Regions from separate parts of the Mus musculus genome. Here region 1 is linked to region 2. A link is a contact called in public ChIA-PET data. All regions are on one chromosome and are shown on one strand. Each heading gives the region's core, a stretch centred on a gene start, on an enhancer-like site or on the middle of the called end of the contact. The rest is flanking DNA. Distances are from core to core; before and after follow the strand shown.

Region 1 (3,213 bases), core at 580-3,079, 120 kb after region 2:
AGCTTCAAACTTGAAACCTGCCTCAGCCACTCAATTAGATTCTTGTATCAAGTTATTAAAGTTTTTAATAACTCTCTCAACAAACAAAAAATAAAATTTAAGTGATACAAGATCTCTGGACACTAAAATAAATCAAGTTCTAACAGTGCAGCTTAGTAATGGGACAGGTAGTTAGCATGCAGGAAGCCCTGTTGAGTCCTCCTACTACCAAAAATTAAATCATGTTTTGGAGGCCGGGCATGGTGGCGCATGCCTTTAATCCCAGCACTTGGGAGGCAGAGACAGGAGGATTTCTGAGTTCGAGGCCAGCCTAGTCTACAAAGTGAGTTCCAAGACGGCCAGGGCTATACAGAGAAACCCTGTCTCAAAAAAAAAATCATGTTTTGGAAGAATATAATACATGAAAATCGCAAAATACTGTCTTAAAAAGCAATGTTTACTCATAAATATGATATTAAATTTTAATATGCACCAGGAGATCTAAAAAAAAAAAAAAACAGATTTGACTTCCTTTTCTTCGTGATTCTCCTAATTTTCTGAAGTCAAAAACAGGAGTTGGAGAGATGATTCACAAGTTAAGAACACTTGTTGCTCTTGCAAAGGACATGTTTAGTTCCCAGGGCCCACAAGGTGGCTCACAACCATCTGTAACTCTAGTTCCATGGGACCCAGTGACCTCTTCTGGCCCCCATAGGTACTGCAGGCAAATGGTGCACAGACATAGAGGCAAAACAACCGCTCAGAAATATAACTATATATACATTTATCTTTTAAAAAAATAAATCCACCGGGTGGTGGTAGCTCAAGCCTTTAATCCAGGCAACCGGGAGACCGAAGCAAGCAGATCTTTACGGGTTCGATGCCAGCCTGGTCTACAGGGTGATATCCAGGACAGCCAGGACTGTTACACAAACACACACACACACACACACACACACACAAAACCTGTCTAGAAAAAAACAAAAAACAAACAAACAAACAAAAGAGGAGAATGAATAGGAAGAAGAGGAAAAGAGGAGGTGGAAGAGGGAAGGAAAAAGAAGAAAAGAAGGGAGAAAAGAAAGAAAAAAAGTAAATACTGTAACTACCCTTTTATCGACTAATTACCTAGAAGAAGCTAAGTAGATGAATAAATGAAACAATGAATGAATGAGAACTAGGTACATCAGAGAGACATTTGTTCCCAAAACAAATTACAGGTCAATTTCCATTTGATTTTTCTAGCACTGATACTATTAACAGATGATTATGTCTTTTGAGACTGTTTTTTCTTTTAAATCACCTAATAATGTGACAAGACCAGGGTATACATTAAGACTGAAGAGGAAGAAACGCTATATCCACCAAAATGTTATTTAATGGTCGCCACTAAATGTCTTTCTCAGACTGGGTCACCATAGTAATCCCTTTCCGTCAAGGTTTCCAACTGTCACCTGAACTGGTCTCAACAGTTTAAATGGGACCGATTCGGATTTGGCACGGCGGAAGGCGCCGGTCAAAAGTGGCAGCTCTCCTACCCTTTACTCGCAAGCCCCGGGCGAAGTCGGGCTGGGCTCTGCCCCGGGCAGTCACTCACCGAATCCTGTGAAGCCCATGGTGACCGCCAGCTGAGGGTCGGGTCCCGCCGTGTCTGCGCCTGTCACTGGAGCAAGAAACAAAGGACAGACCGGCCGTCAGCCCGGCGCTCCAGTGCCCAGCACGGCCCTCCACCCCGGCTGGCCCGCCTAACCCACACCCACCTTCGCTGGTTCCCGAGTGCTCCATGACTGCCCGAGCCCACCGCCTCCGTGGATGCAGCAGCGCGCGACTCCCGGCAAGCCCGACGGAAGTGTCGTCACCGAGACCGCGTCGCCAAGAGCGGCCCGGCTGCGTGGGTAGGCAGGCTTTCGGACTCTCGCCCCCTAGCGGTGCGGAGGGAATGCGCTGACAAGCCACGAGGAGGTCTAGTTTGGGAGTTCCCTAAAACCTTTCGGTGGTTTCAGATGCGTTCTCAAGCAAAGTCCTGGCACGTTTCTAAGGAAATCAACAGAATCTTGTTATTTGCATGCTACTTTTATCTATATTCGTAATGTACTTGACGTACATGATGAAACTTCCACTGCTGCCCATCTTCTCAGTATGCTTGAAGAAACCACTATCTAGTTATAAAGATGCCAGAAAACTGAAGAGTTGTTAGGAATGTTTAAAGCGCTTGCCCTCAGTCTCCACTCTCTAGGCTAGCCTTGTTTACTAAGGGTTCCAAATGTTACATGTTACATAACTACTGTGTTTCCAATTTATTTTAGTTTCTTTACAACTCTGTTCCTATTCTTAATGACACATCATTTAATATACTTTTAAAGTCTAAAACAAATACTTGGTTGAATTTTTCTTTTGTCAGAGTCTCTCATTTTGTAATCCATGCCTGGCCCAGAACTCAGAGACCCATCTAGATTCCTCTGCCTCCCAAGCTTTTAAAGATGTGTGCTACCAAGCCAAGTGAAAATACTTCATTTTCACATGCACTCAATGATTGTGGACGTGGTATAAACATGCCTTACTGTGCAACCTGCAGACCTATTCTTCTACTATGTGGTTCTGGGGGTGGACCTCAAGTCACAAGCTTAGCAGAAAAGACAATTTCCTACTGAGCCTTGTAGTCCACTCAAGAATGAAAATTCTTTGATAAAATTACTCCTGAGCCCCAATATTAGACTCCTGTCTCTGTCTATGGTTCATTGATAATGATTATCTAATGCTTCCATTGTCCTTAGAGTAAAAGAAAAATTTATTAGTACAAAGAAGCTGTAGATCTGTGGTTGCTTAGCATAGACAAGGCTAAGGGTCTGTATTGGATCTCCACCACAAAAAAATACAAATTTAATAAAAGGTTAGCCTGACTTCCAAAACCTTTCTATTCCAATCTTGTCATTTTCAACATTCCCATTTAGTGCAGGGAGCGGCCTCAGAACACATAGTCCTGAATGCTTTAACTCTTCACCAAGTCATTGATCCAACCAGCTCATCTCCAACTATCAAATTAAATCTCTCCTGCTTTTGAAAGCATCTGTAGAACTTTGTAGGCCTCCAACTAAATAAGGCCCACCTACCATGTGATACCCTAGTCTGTCTTCATAATATAATGGCTGGGCAGGCACTCTTGAGTGGTTATTAAATGAATTAATAAGAAGAAATGGTTGTGAAGGCAAGTTACTTTTCCTATGCACAAGATGT
Region 2 (3,373 bases), core at 184-2,683:
TTGATAAGGAGGCTGCTGTTGGTCATAAGCCTCCTATTCAGTGCACATTAATTTATAAATTATTTACAAGTGTCAGTGGATTCCTCTATAGTAGACACTAGAAAATGCACTAAATAAGCAAACAAAACAAAAATAAAAAACAAAAAAAAAACACCTCCTGTTCCACTCCAGAGTCCAAGCAAAACCACATGTCTCTGGGAGATGAGTAGACAGAGCTCTCTGACCCCAAGCTTGAAGCAGGCCACAGGTCCTGGCAGCGCAGGCCTGGGCAGGGGCACAGCAAACTCCCCAGACAGGGAATGGAGGGGTGCCATGAGGGGATTAAAGCCATGAGATTCAGAACCCCAAAAATGAGGTCAACACCTCCTGGTAGAAGCTACGCAGCCAAGGGTACGCTCAAGTCCAGGGAGAAGAATATCTGATAGTTTACAGCCAATGAAAATATAGTTTAAAAAAAAAAAAAAACCTGAAATCAATGCCTTTTCAAGTAGATAAGCCTGAGAGAATTGACTGCTATTCAATATGTGATACAAGATAGATTAAAGAAAAGTTCTTAAAAGTTAAATTAAGAAACAAATAGAAGTCAAAATCCACACAAAGAAAAGCTGAAGGCAAACAGCATGATTGCAGGTCAGAGGCCAGCCTGAGCAAGACCCCAAAAAAGAGGGGGGAAAGCAAAAGAAAGAAAGGAAGGGGGGAGGGGAGGGGAGGGGAGGAAGGAAGGAAGGAAGGAAGGAAGGAAGGAAGGAAGGAAGGAAGGAAGGAAGGAAGGAAGGAAAGAAGGAAAGAAGGAAAGAAGGAAAGAAGGAAAGAAGGAAAGAAGGAAAGAAGGAAAGAAGGAAAGAAGAGAAAGAGGTCATACTGCCTAATGTCTGCTCAAACGGGGTCTGGAAAGATTCTCAGAAAACCAGAAGGGACAATGGGACTGCAGCGTTCAGACTAGTCTCCTGGGAAGTAGGGAGCCCCACGTTACAAGGCACCCGGCAGCCAGCCAGTCAGATGTCCTCAAGACTAGGACAGAAACTCCTGGCTGTGTGTGCTCTTCAATATCTGCTGATCAGTTTAAGCCTGTATTTCCCACACTCACATGCAGCTAACTTGGACTAACAGAGTGTAATTGAGAGGATTTCAAGGAAACATCTGAGATTCCTTCTTCACGTTCTTAACACTTTAGTCTGGCAGTTCTCTGAATATGAAATTCATGAGTACTGTGCATTATGGATTTAATTTACAGTTCCAATGCCTAAGTGATGTGGAGGATTGGTCCACACACCGTTTCTCTTCTTTAGGGAAGGACCTGTTCAAATGTTTTCCTGCTTTCAATATTAAGTAGTTCATTTTCTTTTTACTAGATGCTGACAGCTCTTTATTCTAGATACAAGTTTTGTTGCTTTGGTTGGTTGGTTGGTTGGTTGGTTGGTTGGTTGGTTTGGAGGAGTGGCAGGAAGTGAATGTGGGGACACAAACCCAGAGACTTGCACATGCTACCACAAACATACTGAGTTAATCTCCAGCTCTGGATCTCATTTCTTGATGAGAAGTGTATTTGTAAAGTAGCAAGTATTATCTAAGTATTATCATGACCTTTTTTTTTAAAAAAAAAAAAAGTGTTTCAGTAACAGATTTAAAAAAACATGTTGGTGGACTGGAGAAACAGCTCACTAGTTAATCACACTTACACAGGGTTTAGGTCCTCTGCAAGAGGGCCAGGGTTCAGCTCTCAGTACCTACATAGCAGCCAACAGCCTCTGTGCTCCCAGTTCCAAGCAATCTGATGACTTTTGACACCGTGGGCTCTATAGCTACGACATGGTGTATAAACATTCAGACGGGAAAGACAAAGATTCACATAAAATAAATGTCAACTAATCTTTCAGAATTCTTTGAGACAGGGTCTCGAACCTCTCAGAAGACCTGGAAAGTCTTCCTATGAGTTAGTATTCTAAGTGAGTGTGTGCTACTATGTCTGGGCTGTGTGGCACTAGGGATAGACTACAGAGCTCTGTACATGCTAGATCAGCAATCTACCAACAATGCTAAATCCCCTCCTTAAATTCCTATACAGTTTAATTTATTAGTATTTGGGAGCCACATAGTTAAAAACTTCCTACCTAACCAAAAAATCATAGAAATCCCCTTTATTTCTTCTCTAAGTTTTATAGTTTAAATTTTATGACTAGATCTGTCATCTACTTGAACTGATTTTAATACACAGTTCAAGGTCAGGATCAGGCTAATGTTTTTGTACGTGGATGCCCACTGTGACAGCATCATTTGTATTATAAAGCCTTCCCCTTACTAAAGGTATCCTGTATTGTCTACTTGTTCCTTGTCTCTGTTAACTGTTTCCCACAGTTAGCAATCACAAAGAACTGAGAAACACTACATGTGTTTCTATTTTTCTGGTCCCAGTTCTGCAGTGGTGAGGATAAATTACAATAGTCAACTTCTCCTTTTTATAACTGAGCATCCCCAATGACAGATGGTACTTTAGACTTATGGTGCGAAAGACCCCACACAAGCACAAACAATCATCGTGTGGCTTGTTTAAACCTCATCTTGTCTAAAACTGGGATGATGATAGCAACATTGAGGGGCTGTGAAGACAAAGTGAGATTAGGGAGGTAAACATATCCAGGACAATACTTGGAACATAATAGGCACTCAATAAATACTTGTTCCTTTCTGCATTTCCCCTTAGATCATAAATTTTTTAAAAAGCTAATAAATCTAACAAATAAGTATTTCTGTTTATTTTAATTTATTAATAGGTTGGGCTAATTATCAAAATAACAAGAAAGTAGAAATTAATTCACCTAGAATATAGATGTGTGAAATACAAGTTCATACAACATCTAATAGTGACTAATTATGCTAAGGTTTTATGGCCCTGATTCTCTGAATGTATGCCTAAAACTTAGATGCTAAAGTAATCGGCCATTAGGTATCTGTCAGAACATTTTATGCTGAAGAACAGATATTTTGAAACTTGGAGTGAGATCTGGTCTTGTAAAATTAAAACTGTGTTTCATAAGAAAGATTTAAAAATAGAAGAGGGACCTGCCTGGGCCTTTCTGGACATAAAATGAAAACATCCAGAAGACAAGAAAAAGACACAGGTGGGGTCATTACATTGCCCCAGGCACAAATGCTTTCTGTCTTAGAGTTCTGGATTGTGTCCAGATACAAGTTCTAAACTTTCTGGCATCTGCTCTGTAAATGCATCGCGGCCCTCGGCACAAGTCAGGGGAAGCATTAATTCTGCACGGAAATCACTTAGATCTTGGCTTAATTTTTCTCCAAAGACTACACAAGCAACTCAACTAAGAGTCTGAAACTTACATACTCTCTTGGTAGGAAAAAAAAAAGGCCT

The links. ChIA-PET counts read pairs in DNA pulled down with a chosen protein or histone mark.
Region 1: a contact with region 2 is called in an RNA polymerase II ChIA-PET map of effector CD8 T cells, with 7 read pairs. The contact joins the promoter of Wdr70 here to the enhancer-like site in region 2. A contact is called at or near these places in 8 of 39 promoter capture datasets (the HPC-7 cell line, embryonic stem cells, hematopoietic stem and progenitor cells and 3 more), 1 of 15 datasets of contacts at CTCF or cohesin (embryonic stem cells), 10 of 484 Hi-C or Micro-C datasets (the G1E-ER4 cell line, the HL-1 cell line, embryonic stem cells and 3 more), 8 of 115 datasets of contacts at active chromatin or transcription factors (DN3 thymocytes, the SCID.adh cell line, effector CD8 T cells and 2 more) and 2 of 9 other capture datasets (embryonic stem cells and liver).

What each region holds. Positions count from the first base shown.
Region 1 is chr15:8,097,380-8,100,592 of GRCm38.p6, forward strand. It overlaps Wdr70 (WD repeat domain 70), which reads right to left and starts at 1,830. Exons shown (of 18, transcript NM_001081402.1): 1 at 1,740-1,830; 2 at 1,577-1,642. The coding sequence starts at 1,764.
Region 2 is chr15:7,977,393-7,980,765 of GRCm38.p6, forward strand. The region is part of intron 9 of Wdr70 (WD repeat domain 70); the gene reads right to left. Among named protein-coding and RNA genes, the nearest start is that of Wdr70, 120 kb to the right of the region's middle. Within about 2 kb of position 1,434, at least 14 of the 459 cell types and tissues checked have an H3K27ac peak or open chromatin away from gene starts, as enhancers often do. A contact at or near this core is called in the SCID.adh cell line and effector CD8 T cells, where this site is marked.